Regions from separate parts of the Gossypium hirsutum genome. Here all the other regions are linked to region 1. A link is a contact called in public Hi-C data. All regions are on one chromosome and are shown on one strand. The core of a region is the stretch at or near the end of the contact, and the rest is flanking DNA. Distances in the headings are between cores, read along the strand shown. Region 1 holds the start of LOC107897003 (S-adenosylmethionine decarboxylase proenzyme 4). Region 2 holds the start of LOC107897647 (probable prolyl 4-hydroxylase 4). Region 3 holds the start of LOC107897655 (putative TrmH family tRNA/rRNA methyltransferase).

The links. A called contact is a pair of places that touch in the nucleus more often than the background predicts.
Region 2: a Hi-C map of leaf shows a contact between it and region 1, with 2.4 times the contacts expected there. The contact joins the promoter of LOC107897647 here to the promoter of LOC107897003 in region 1. A contact is called at or near these places in 2 of 34 Hi-C or Micro-C datasets (both in leaf).
Region 3: a contact with region 1 is called in a Hi-C map of leaf, with 1.8 times the contacts expected there. The contact joins the promoter of LOC107897655 here to the promoter of LOC107897003 in region 1. A contact is called at or near these places in 3 of 34 Hi-C or Micro-C datasets (callus and leaf).

The regions. Positions count from the first base shown.
Region 1 is chrA10:24,640,919-24,644,879 of Gossypium_hirsutum_v2.1, forward strand. It overlaps LOC107897003 (S-adenosylmethionine decarboxylase proenzyme 4), which reads right to left and starts at 2,091. Exons shown (of 1, transcript XM_016822330.2): 1 at 192-2,091. The coding sequence starts at 1,541. The coding sequence ends at 513.
Region 2 is chrA10:23,714,752-23,718,712 of Gossypium_hirsutum_v2.1, forward strand. It overlaps LOC107897647 (probable prolyl 4-hydroxylase 4), which reads right to left and starts at 1,795. Exons shown (of 7, transcript XM_016823164.2): 1 at 1,530-1,795; 2 at 1,385-1,442; 3 at 1,192-1,296; 4 at 586-643; 5 at 1-70. The coding sequence starts at 1,675. It overlaps LOC107897648 (receptor-like cytosolic serine/threonine-protein kinase RBK2), which reads right to left. Exons shown (of 9, transcript XM_016823165.2): 4 at 3,879-3,961; 5 at 3,650-3,804; 6 at 3,491-3,570; 7 at 3,266-3,401; 8 at 3,039-3,188; 9 at 2,752-2,959. The coding sequence ends at 2,795.
Region 3 is chrA10:23,930,841-23,934,801 of Gossypium_hirsutum_v2.1, forward strand. LOC107897655 (putative TrmH family tRNA/rRNA methyltransferase) reads right to left here and starts at 2,070. Exons shown (of 4, transcript XM_041079250.1): 1 at 1,777-2,070; 2 at 1,577-1,678; 3 at 1,344-1,470; 4 at 1-551. The coding sequence starts at 1,983. The coding sequence ends at 340.

The DNA of each region.
Region 1 (3,961 bases), core at 841-3,340:
TGATTATACTAAAAGAAATTTTAAAATTGAAATTGTGTTATTTTGATTTTTATTCAAATTTAAGTCTCTGATCCAAACTTTAAATAAAATCTTTTTTCACCCATTAAAAGAAATTAGCAATTTAATTCTCTCTTAAAATTAATATTCGCCAATTTTGATGATTAAAAAGAATTCATATAAACTTAGAAAAATAAAAACCATGAGCATTTTTATTTATTTATTTCATCCCCCACTAAAATTAACCTCAAAAAATCTGTAGGCGTGACCATGCAAAGTGGGGTGCATTATCATGGTCATCCCAATTTCACACAAATCCTCCTCCCCCACCTCTCTGATCTCGCCACGTTATCGCTCCTAAAATCCTTTCATCTTTCTACCTAAGTCAACCCCACATTTTTCATCCTTTTTCATCCAATTAAATTCCTCCACATCATACCTTATATGTTTTATCCCTCCGATTTTCCTCCAATGAAAAACTAAGGTTTTTTTTTTCTTGTCGTCTTTTACCGGCATTATTTCCGGCGAGCCGCCGTGAACGTTTGGTAGGAAATGGTACCGGCGGCAGGGAACTCATCCATTGCGAAACTCTGGCACTTGAGTCCAAGTGGTTGCAACGCACGCGCCACCTTCGTCCAAACCTCACGGCTACATCTACTCGTCGAAATTGAAACCGTCGCGGGCATGAAAACTCGAACAGCTTTCTTTAAGGTCTCAACGATATCATCCGGGTCCTCGCAAACCGATCCAACGCACTCGAAGCTAGCGTAACTAAACCCATCTTCAGGGGTAACATGGATGGTGGAGTAACGATCACCATCAATGCCATTCATGGAGTAACCACACGGATCAAACGCGAAGTCACATATGAAAGCTCCAGCGTTAATGGTGTCAATCCCCGTCAGCTCCGTCATGTCTCTGCCGGCTAAATCCCCTGTTTTGCTATCCCGGGAGAAGAACTTACGTGCAATGAGGCGGTCGAGTTCCGTCATGCAAACTTCGACGGTGAAAGTAGCATGAGAGGGATATTTCAATGGAGGCAAAAGGGTAGCGGTGAAAACATACCATGAATGAGCTGTTAACTTAGAAGGCATAACGGAGGCTTTTCGATAACAAAGATTGTCGGGGATATTATGTTCAATGTAAATGACTTCTTCTTGGAAGCTGGTGTGAGGGAAAGGTTGGGATTTGGGGAAGATGAAGTTACCTCTGGTGTAACTACAGGTTTGCAAAGTGAGGCCAAGATTGTTGGCAAAGTGGATCAATGGAGGGATTGATTTGAGAAGTTGGGTTGTCCCACAGGTTTTGATGATGATCTTTGTAGGGTAAACAAATAAGCTTGATTCAGACAAAACGTAAGCATCAAAGAAAGGGTTCCCAACAGCTGCTACAACAGTGCATTGGACAGCAAGTAAGACTTGCTCGAGTGATTCGAAATCAAGCAGCCTAAGCCCCAACATGTTGTTCCCATCATCATCATCAATATCCCCAAAGAAATGGAGCTCTAGGCGTTTCTCAAAACCTTCAAACCCTGAAACAGCCATTTCCAAATGACAAAAAAACCCAAAGACTGAAACAAGATTGAATTAATTAGATGGTGTAGAGGTGAGAGGTGTGGCATATCGGAATTTATAGGTGGCTTAAAGAGAGAGAGAGAGGAGGGAAGGGGGCATGCGATTGAGGCAACCAAGAATCATGATTGCAGGCATAATGAAGTGAATAAGATGATGATATGTTGTGAAATATTATCTCTTTTTTCCTTTTTTTTTTTTTTCTTGTGTGTGTGAGAGAAAGAATCAAATCTTTCTTTCGTTGTTTCATGAAAGAAAGAGATACAAAGGAACGGGATTTATGCCCACGCGCATGCATTTTTCAGGTTTTCTTTGTCATGCTCATGCACTCACTAGTCCCGCCTGCAACTCTCCAGTAACTTCCATTTGGCTCCATTCCAACATATTGGAGTACTGTTTCATTGTACAAAGAATGGTATTTTTGGGGGATAAATTATTAACAAGCCATTCTCATTTCAAAGTGTTTGGGTTGAATAATTCTGCTGGGTAGTAATTTAAGGAAGATGCTGTTGGGGGAACTGATTATGTATGTTTGAGGGAGGGGCCCTAACACAATAATCATAGGCATAATCCTTGTTTGTTCTTCAACATTTATATGAAAGTCTTAAGAATTTTGTCTCAGATTGATAGTTCACATGCATTACCTTTGATTTTTTTTTCCAACATTCACTGATGTCTGCTTCTTTCGTAACCAGAAAATTTATCCGTATGAATGTGGGATTTGGGTAAGCTTATATGAAAATTCTAGTCTTTCCGGGGTTTAGCATGGGATTATCAAATCATTGACAACTTTTTAGTGAGGTTTTTTCTTTAATTAGAAAAATTGTCAAAATGGACTCCATTGAAGAAAAAAATGATGAGGTCAAAACTTAAGGAAAATTTCTACTGTTATTAAGTGATTGGCATGAGAGAGTTTTAAAGAACAACAACGGCAACACTATTATAGGATGGACCAAATGTTTCAAAGCAGACCAAACAATCTTAATCATCAGTTTTGCAAATTAGAAATGAGTGGTCACACTTAATTCGCTATTTCATATATGTTCCCAAGTTGCTACAGGTTTTATTTATTAGGAAGCAAACAATATATATTATAACCTACAGAAATATTGATATATTATAAAAAAAAATACTCGTATTAAATTCAAAAATACCCATTTAAATTTGTATATATCCATAATTGTCACCCATATGAATTATGTTTCTTGGTTGAAGAATAGAAAGTTGAAAATGCTTTTATTATTATTATTAATGAATATGATCCTAAGCCCAGCAAATTAAAATGGACTAAAATAATGGAAATAGAGGTAATTAGTGCTTTGGGTAGCTTTTGGAAGTAGTTTCCTAATTGACTTAAACTACCTTCCTCGTGACATTTTTAAGTCTCCTTGGCTTTTAATTTAAGACTTTACACCAAAGATTACTATAATAATAATAGTAATAATACTGCATGATAAGCTCCAAGAAAGCTTCCCATGAAGAAGTATATATGGAGAGATACATGAATAAACATAAGAGTAGATGAATTCAAAAATTATCTTGGTTGATTTTTGCTTTCAATTTTACAGGTGAGGTTAAATCTAATTTAATTATATTAAATAATTATAATTTTATTGATACAGACACTACAGCAAAACTGGTTTTTAGCGGCGTTTGAATGAAAAACGCCACTAAGGAACGAGCATTAGTGGCGCTTCCCAAAAACGCCGCTAAAGATTGAGTTTTAGCGGCGCATTTCTAAAAACGCCGCTATATGTACACCTTTAGCGGCGCTTTTTAGAAAGCGTCGCAAAAAAATAACACAACGACGTTGGTGGCTTTAGCGGCGCTTTCTAAAAACGCTACTAAAGATCGAGTATTAGCGGCGCTTTTCTAAAAACGCCGCTATATGTCCACCTTTAGCGGCGCCTTTTAGAAAACGCCGCTAAAGATCAAGCATTAGCGGCGTTCTCTAAAAAGCGCCGCTAAAGAATTTTGTAAAACGCACAGATTTTTGTGACTTTAGTGGTGCTTTTTTAAGAAACGCCGCTATAAGTACACCTTTAGCGGCGCTTTTTAAAAAACGCCGCTAATGCTCGATCTTTAGCGGCGTTTTTTGAAAAACGCCACAAAAATAGAAAAAATTAAAATAATATTATTTAATATAATTTTAAAGATTTTTGGTATATGACTAATTGTTTTTAATTTATATGTTAATTATTTTCTTATATAATTGTAAATGAGATAGTATTAATTTTAAAATATTGAATTAATTATCATTATATTTTAGGGTTTACGGTATATGGTTAAGGGTTTAATGTTTATGAGATACTATTGTAAGGTTTATGTATTCTGGGTTTAGGGATTATGGTTTATGGTTTATGGGTTAAAGGTTAGGGTTTAAGTTTTAGAGT
Region 2 (3,961 bases), core at 545-3,044, 930 kb before region 1:
AAATAATCATAGTGAGGATCATATTTTTGCCCATGCTCGTATCTCAAAACTTGTATGTCTTCCCCATTTTCTGGAAATGTGAAAAACAAAATTCATGTTAGCATGTACTTCCTTAATTAAACCACAATTGCTATTTTTCACTCTCTGACCCTCAAACACATATGTATCTCATTTATATTAAGGACATAAACATGAGATTTATCAGTCCACTCCCAGCCAAAGTATCATGAAGCTTTCAGATGATGACATTGACTTTGATATTGATATATTGATAGATCATGGAGCACATAAAAATTAAATTCCAAATGCATAAATTAGCAATCCAGATATATAGTTCACAAACAAATAGAATGTTCAAAAAATAACTATTTTATCCTACTTAAAACATTTAATATCATCTCTTCCCATATCCTACTTGCTAGTTCTCATATCGTGAATAATGAAAATTAAAGAGTGTAATCATAGAAACATAATCTAACTAAGTTATCATTGTGGTGTGCAAGAAATCTTCATATATAATTAGAATGTCACTGCAGAACTAAAGAACACAATCTTAGTAGGGCCCTAAATTCATGGTATACACACCTTTGGGCAGAAAGGTCCATGTTGAAATCTTGTCCTCTATACCAGCAACAATAGGATCCTAAAAAGAAATAAAAGGGAAAGTAAGCATCACTTAGCTCAAATATACAAAAGTCAAAAGCAAAACCATTGCAATGTTGAGTGCCTCCTTAAGAGAATTGATGGATAACTTGTCATATTGAACCCTTCAAACCATCATTAGTATATGTTTTCATCAAGATAACCCTATATTACCAAGACTAGATGAATGTCAGATATGAGTTTGTGTTCGACACAAGTATCCTTAATTTTTAAGTTTCTCCACATATTTGGATAATCATAAAACCGTTCCTATATCCTAGAACGCAAATTTTGAGCACAAGTACTTCTGAGAAAACGAAGAGTTCGGATAAGATAGGATCACATACCATAAAAGCCAAGCCTATCTATCTATCGAACTATTAATGTAGTTATCATTTTTATCAAATCCTACCTAAATAGTTCCTCTGTAATTAATGGAGTACCCATAAGCCATAAGTATAGGCCAACAACTTAGACTACCATAATTGGATAAAATAAGATTGGGAAACAACAACTACAATCTACAAGAGAGAAGATAAACGTCTGAACCTTTCCCTTAGGAATGAACATCCCTGAGCTCGTACGGACTTCGCTAAGCTTGCTCTGTCCACTAACATTATCAGCAACTGCAGATCTCTTTAGCTCCGATTTCGCCTTTAATTACAAAGAAAAAGAAGAAACATTAAATGAATTCAAAATTAAAAAAAAAAAGGAATAGACGAAAATTTGGAGTCGAATTTACTAGAGAGATCAAATGATCGCATTCGAGGTCCGTTAAGAAGCCTTCATAGACGAAAGCCCTGCAAAAGAAGAGAACAAGGTAAAGAAAATTAAAAAATTTACTAAATTCTTCAGCGAAGTGAAAAGAGATCGAGATAGAAAGTGACCTAGGTTTCCAGGAAACTTGTTTGACTTTGGAAGGATTGATAATGGAGCTTGGAGGAGTTAAGAAGGACTCACATGATTGGTACAAGTTTGAAGCGATTAAGTTCAATATTAGGATTTGCAGAGAACAACTCCTCCCAATAGCCATCGAATGTAAACCTTAGATCGAAAGATTTTCCGGGAAAGAAAAGGTAAAAAATTTTCTCGGGAAAATGGTACTTTGCTAATCTGAGTTTAACCTGTAGTAAGGCTATAGCCAGGAGCGACGATATTTTTTTTACTTTTAAGGAACTAATACGGTGTCGTCTCAATAATTTTGCAATGGGGTGTATTCGTAAAATTATTGACATCTTTTGGTAAAATCAAATACTAATTATGATTTAAAGTATCTAATTAGTTTTATTTTGTTAAATAATACTTTCTTTTCATAATTTTTTTCTTAATGAAAATTTGGCCACTAATGTTTATATATTTCGTCAAAATGGCATTAATTGTATTTTTGAGCCTTTTTTAGCCATTAACTTCTATTCTTGTTTTTCAAATTGATTTTTTAATAGATTTGATGAAAGTAAAGTAAGATGTAGAATTTCATATGTGAAATATTTTTAATAAGATGTAATTTATTAGTTAAATAACCTAATAAGATAATTACATGTGAAAAATAATAAAATAAATTATATATAAAATAAAAAAATATTCTACATTATCCATTAACTTTTTTACAGGTACTTTCATCACATCTATTAAACAAAGCAATTTAAAAAAATAAAATTGATGACTAAAAATGATTCAAAAATACTATTAAGACCATTTTGATAAAACATATAAACGTTACTAGATTGTTATAAAATTTACCCTTACTTTCATTACCAAAAAAAAATTACCTGTTAAGTATTATTTTTTTCAATTGTTTAAATAAAACAATAATAATGTTATCTCAAAATTATATCTTCAAAAAAATGTTATCTTAATTATCAAAATATTGATTATAATTTGTAAATCCCAATTGTAAAGAGATTATATATATGTAAAAAAACATGTGGTGTTTATATTATATTTTGTATCGACTGGTCTATCGTTTTTTCCCTTCTTTCAAACTGTTCCAATCCTTCAAATGTGTGGGTTCATTACTTCATTTGATGGAAACTAGAACTTGAAAAAAAAGGATGTAAAAAGCTAGAAGAATCAACAATCAAAATTTGGAAAAAAAAAAATTCTTGGAGAAGAACCAAATTTTCAGAATATATATTTTACAAAAAAAAAACCATTATGAAACTTTTTCATTCTGAGAATTTTGACCATTCAAACAGTTAGTTGAATTGTATTCTTCTGTATGAAAGATCTCGTCGGAGAAAGTCCTCCGATGAGGGCACTTTTCTTGTTCTTTCAGCATCTCAAGGCATTTAGGATCACCTTTAAGCATGCCTACAACCTGCAGCGAAAATGCAATTTTCTGAATTATCTACAGTTTTACTTGGATTGCAAGTAACATGTAATGAAGAAGGATATGCCTGACTCATTTGGGGTCGATCTATCGATGACTGATTTATACAAATAGAAGCTGTTGCAATGGCACATTTTAACTGGTCCAGGTCATAGTTATTCCCGAGAGCTGGATCAACGAGCTCGTTGATCTTATTTTCTGCAATCAATGGTTTTGCCTGCAAGTTGAATCATGGGATTATTCAACAACGGTGGTGATGTGAGTGCAAATTCACTTATGGTAAACTAGATCTACCCAGATAACAAGGCTTTTTTGTGAACTATCAACAGCTCGCCTCCCGGTGATTAGTTCCAACAGCAGTACGCCGAAAGCATAGACATCCGTTTTTTCATCGACTATGCCGTGCATGAAAAGCTCAGGAGCAAGGTAACTGCAATGACATGAATTCAGGTTAAATTTTGTATACAATAAAAAGAACTTTTAGATGTACAGAAATCAAGTGAGTTTTCAAGTATGAACCCAAATGTGCCTTCGACTTTATAGACGGTATGATGTGTCCAATTATCGGGTAACCACTTTGAAAGGCCAAAATCAGAAATCTGGAATCACATTGGAATGTCAACATTAAGCAAAAGGTACATCTTTAGAACGATAATGATTTTCGAGTTCAAGTTTTACCTGAGCATCAAAGTTCTCGGAAAGCAATACGTTTGCTGCCTTGATATCTTTATGGATAATTCTCCGCTGGCAACCTTCATGAAGATAGCTAAGGCCTTCGGCAGTCCCGACAGCAATCTTGAATCTGATTCTCCAAGTCAGTTTCTCCTTGGGGCCTGTAAATGAATGGCAACAAGTTATATATGAACACGTAAAGAAATCAAATTGAGAGGCTTAGCAGAAAACAAACCGTAAAGTAAAGATGACAGGCTTCCATGGGGAGACAATTGAAGAACAAGGTACATGCCCCCTTCAACCCCATAGCCAATCATT
Region 3 (3,961 bases), core at 820-3,319, 710 kb before region 1:
AAAATATCCCAAGAAAAAAAGAAACAATTATTGTAAAGTACAAAACAATAATGTGAAAATACCATTACAATTACAGAAGATGCTTTAATCAAAGCAATTAACACAAAATTCAATTATTGCCACTCTGAAAAGGGGTCCCTTTGCAAACTTTTCCATGGATTCACAGAGGAACTTCCTTCAATAATCAAACTTCATTTTGGTCCATGGTTAGGTAGAATCTGTTTGCCACATGTTAACAACAATTTTCAATAGGTTGGACCATTGAACCAAATTACCTTTAATCTTTAGTGGTGAACGTTGTATGGTTTGCAGGATCAAATCTATATTTAAATCCTTCAATCACTCATCAGGGAACAATGAATCCAAAAGGTTGGAAGAAGATACACCATTTTTTCCATCCTCAAAGAATCCATTGGAAGCACTTTCCCTTCTTGATTTTCGCTCCTCAATGATACGATCATCTGTTTCTGTGCAGTATTTTCGGCTCAACTGTTTTAAAGGTTTCTCAGCCACAACAAACTTGTTTCCATCACGGATTCTCTCTGAAAAACCTGCCCAAACTGCGCAAGGTCGCATATTAAAAAGCTATGTTACTCAGAACAGGAATGGTATATTCATTTTTTCCTAAATTTTTAACATATTTAATGGATCCTTAGAAGGTCATGTCCCATACCAGTATCTGTATGTTGCATCAAATACGGGTGTCAAACATGACTACTTCAAGAAAAAAGAATTGTGGGACCAAAACATAGTTTAATAAGACCAACAGGCTAACAAACAGGTTGCCTAAATAACTTAAGAGAAAGGCTAGTATCCACTTCAAAGACAAGTGAAACATGTTCAACATCCTCCTTTTGATTCCACAAGGACCACAAGTTGGACATAAGCAACAAAATCTAGACAACAGTCAAGAAACACCATGGAGAGGAAACCCCTAGTTTAACTTTGGCTTTCGTATAATGGATAATAGGAAGAAGTGATCTGCACTTAAAAGGCGCTAATGACCATTTGTTTCAAGTAAAAGAACCAAGTTTAATTAGCTAGGTACATACAATAAACACGTGAATATGAGCCTCACAACTTACACTAGTTGCTAGATAACCAATCCAATAGGAAATAAAAAAACTATTTATAAGAACTTTATGATTTTAATGGTTCATGATCTTTTGACTCTTGACTAGTGTTCTCTAAAATCTAAGGCAGGCATACTAATCTTCCCAACAATCCTTGGAAAAAATTAACTTTCTCCATCATCAACTTTACTGGTGAAAGAAGTCATGAAATGAAAACTAAAGACATTTATAGAGTAAGATAAGATAAGATTAGATTGAAATTGGGAATACCTCCAAAATGATGCAAAACAATGGAAGCAGCAACAGTGACATTCAAAGAGGCAGTGCCACCTCCATATTGAGGAATGTAAACAAAGAAATCACATATCTCACATTCCTTAGCTGAAAGCCCTGTCCCCTGTAAAACATTAAAGAACAAAAGAAATTGTAAAATTTAGAAGGAAAAAGTAAAACCCAAGAATCAGAAATTTCAGCTAAATTTAGAAAATAGGCTTTAACTTTACCTCATTACCAAGAAGAAAAGCAGTGCTTTTCTTGAAAGGATGATCAGTTATGGAAACAGCGTCCTCTGTGATCTCAACCCCGCAAATATCACAATCTTTCTCCTTAAAATACAGTAAAAAAATTCAAAAACAAATTAGGATCCAAATTGAAAAAGTTTAAGAAATAAGGATTTAGAGAAATGGGTTGGTTAGACGTTTACTTTAAGGAAGAGGCGAGCGTCGGTGAGGGAATGGAAGTGGCGGAAACGGAGATGGGAGGTGGAGCCGTGGCTGCCGAAGGCGTTGAAGTCACGGCGGCCAACTAAGATTAGTTCGGCGACTCCAAAGGCGGTGGCGCTTCTAGCTAGGGTTCCGACGTTGTGCCTCTTTGCTATATTGTGAACCACCACGTAGCTCTCTATAGCCATTTTTCTCCTTTACTCGTTCATCTTCCAAAAGAAGAGAGCTTGGTAGACATGGAGGGGTTTTCTAGGGTTTTTTTCTTCTACTGGCCTGCTTTGCCCTTTTAGGCCAAGGCCCATTATCTTTTCTAATTTCTTTTTTAATTTTTTTAAGGTTAAACAAACTATTTAGCAAATTATTCTCTATATTCTAAAAGAGCAATCGTCACTTAGGATCCAAAATAAATTGGCCAATGGGTTTGGTTAAAATATCACACAAATTCCTGTACTTTTTTGAAGAATGAGAATTTAATCAGTGTACTTTTATCTTATAGAATTTAATTTGTCTACTTTTTAGATTTAAAATTTAGATCTAAATATTAGCATTGTTAATTTCTTTTGTTAAACTCAATATAATTACAAGGTTATTTTTTTAATTACATGGTTACAAGTGAATATTTTTTTTTCAAAAAATTCACAGCTACAAATTGAACAAAAAAATAGTGTTAACAATTAGACCTAAATTTTAAAATCTGAAAAGTAAAGAGATTAAATTCTATGAAATAGAAGTATAATGACTAAATCCTTAATTTTCGAAAAGTATAAAGACTAATAGCATATTTTAAGCTTTGGGTTTCTAGCAAATGAAAATCGGGGCTAAATAATTATTACTAAAATAATTTTAGAATATGTATATTGTTATAAAATAAAGAGAGATGGAAAGAATAAAGAATAAAGAAAATATGAAAGAAATAGAGAATGAACTTTATTGATAAAAAAGGAGTAGAGATCTAATTCTAATAGTTATTAAAATTTAAAGTATATCAAAACTTTATCTTTATCATGATGGACATTCACTTAATAAGATATTCATAACACTCCCCATTGGATGTCTATTGGTAGATAATGTGTCTCGTTAAAACCTTATAAGGAAAAACTCAGATTATACAATCTTTTATTACAAGCTGCCTCGTTAAAAACCTTTACCAAGAAAACTCAATGGGACAAAACCTTGGTTAAAGGAAAAGAGTACAACTTGTTTTTAGACTCCCCCTAATGGAAACATACATTTCATCTTTGAGTCAACGCATTCCAATCTTGTGTAGTAGTCTTTCAAATGTTGAAGTTGGCAATGTCTTAATAAAATGATCTGCTACATTCTCACTAGAACGAATTTGTTGAACATTTATATCACCTCTTTTCTCAAGATCGTGGGTGAATAATAATTTTGGTGAAAATTGATTAGCACCAAGAAACTCTTCACCATCCTCGCAAGGACGAAATTGATCTTTATTCACATCTAATGATCAGACAACCATCGAAGTACTTAATGGGTGTGCTTTATCCATGTAAAATTTCTTTAATACCTTTTCCGTATAAGTATTAAAATTTCTTTAATACTTAATGGGTGAAAATTAATTAGGACCAAGAAACTCTTCACCATCCTCGCAAGGACGAAATTGATCTTTATTCACATCTAATGATCGTACAACCATCGAAGTACTTAATGGGTGTGCTTTATCCATGTAAAATTTCTTTAATACCTTTTCCGTATAAGTTGATTAATGAACATGAATTCTGTCTTTTAAATGTTCAATCTGTAAGCCAAGATAAAACTTTGTTTTTTCCAAGATCTTTCATATCAAATTTTTTCTTTAAATAATTTACTTTTTTTTGAGACTCTTCAAGAGTTCCAATAATATTTAGATCATCAACAAAAACAACAATTATCACAAAATTTGATCCAAACCTTTTTATAAAGACACATGGACAAATTGGATCGTTTTTGTAACCTTCTTTTAACAAGTATTCACTAAGGCGATTGTACCACATGCGTCCAGATTGTTTTAATCCATATAAATTTATCTTTAATATGATCGAACAGTTTTCCTGAGAAACTCTATATCCTTCTAGGATTCTATATCCTTCTGGGATTCTAAATCCTTCAGTGATTTTCATATAAATTTCACTATCAAATGTGCCATACAAATAGGCTGTAACAACA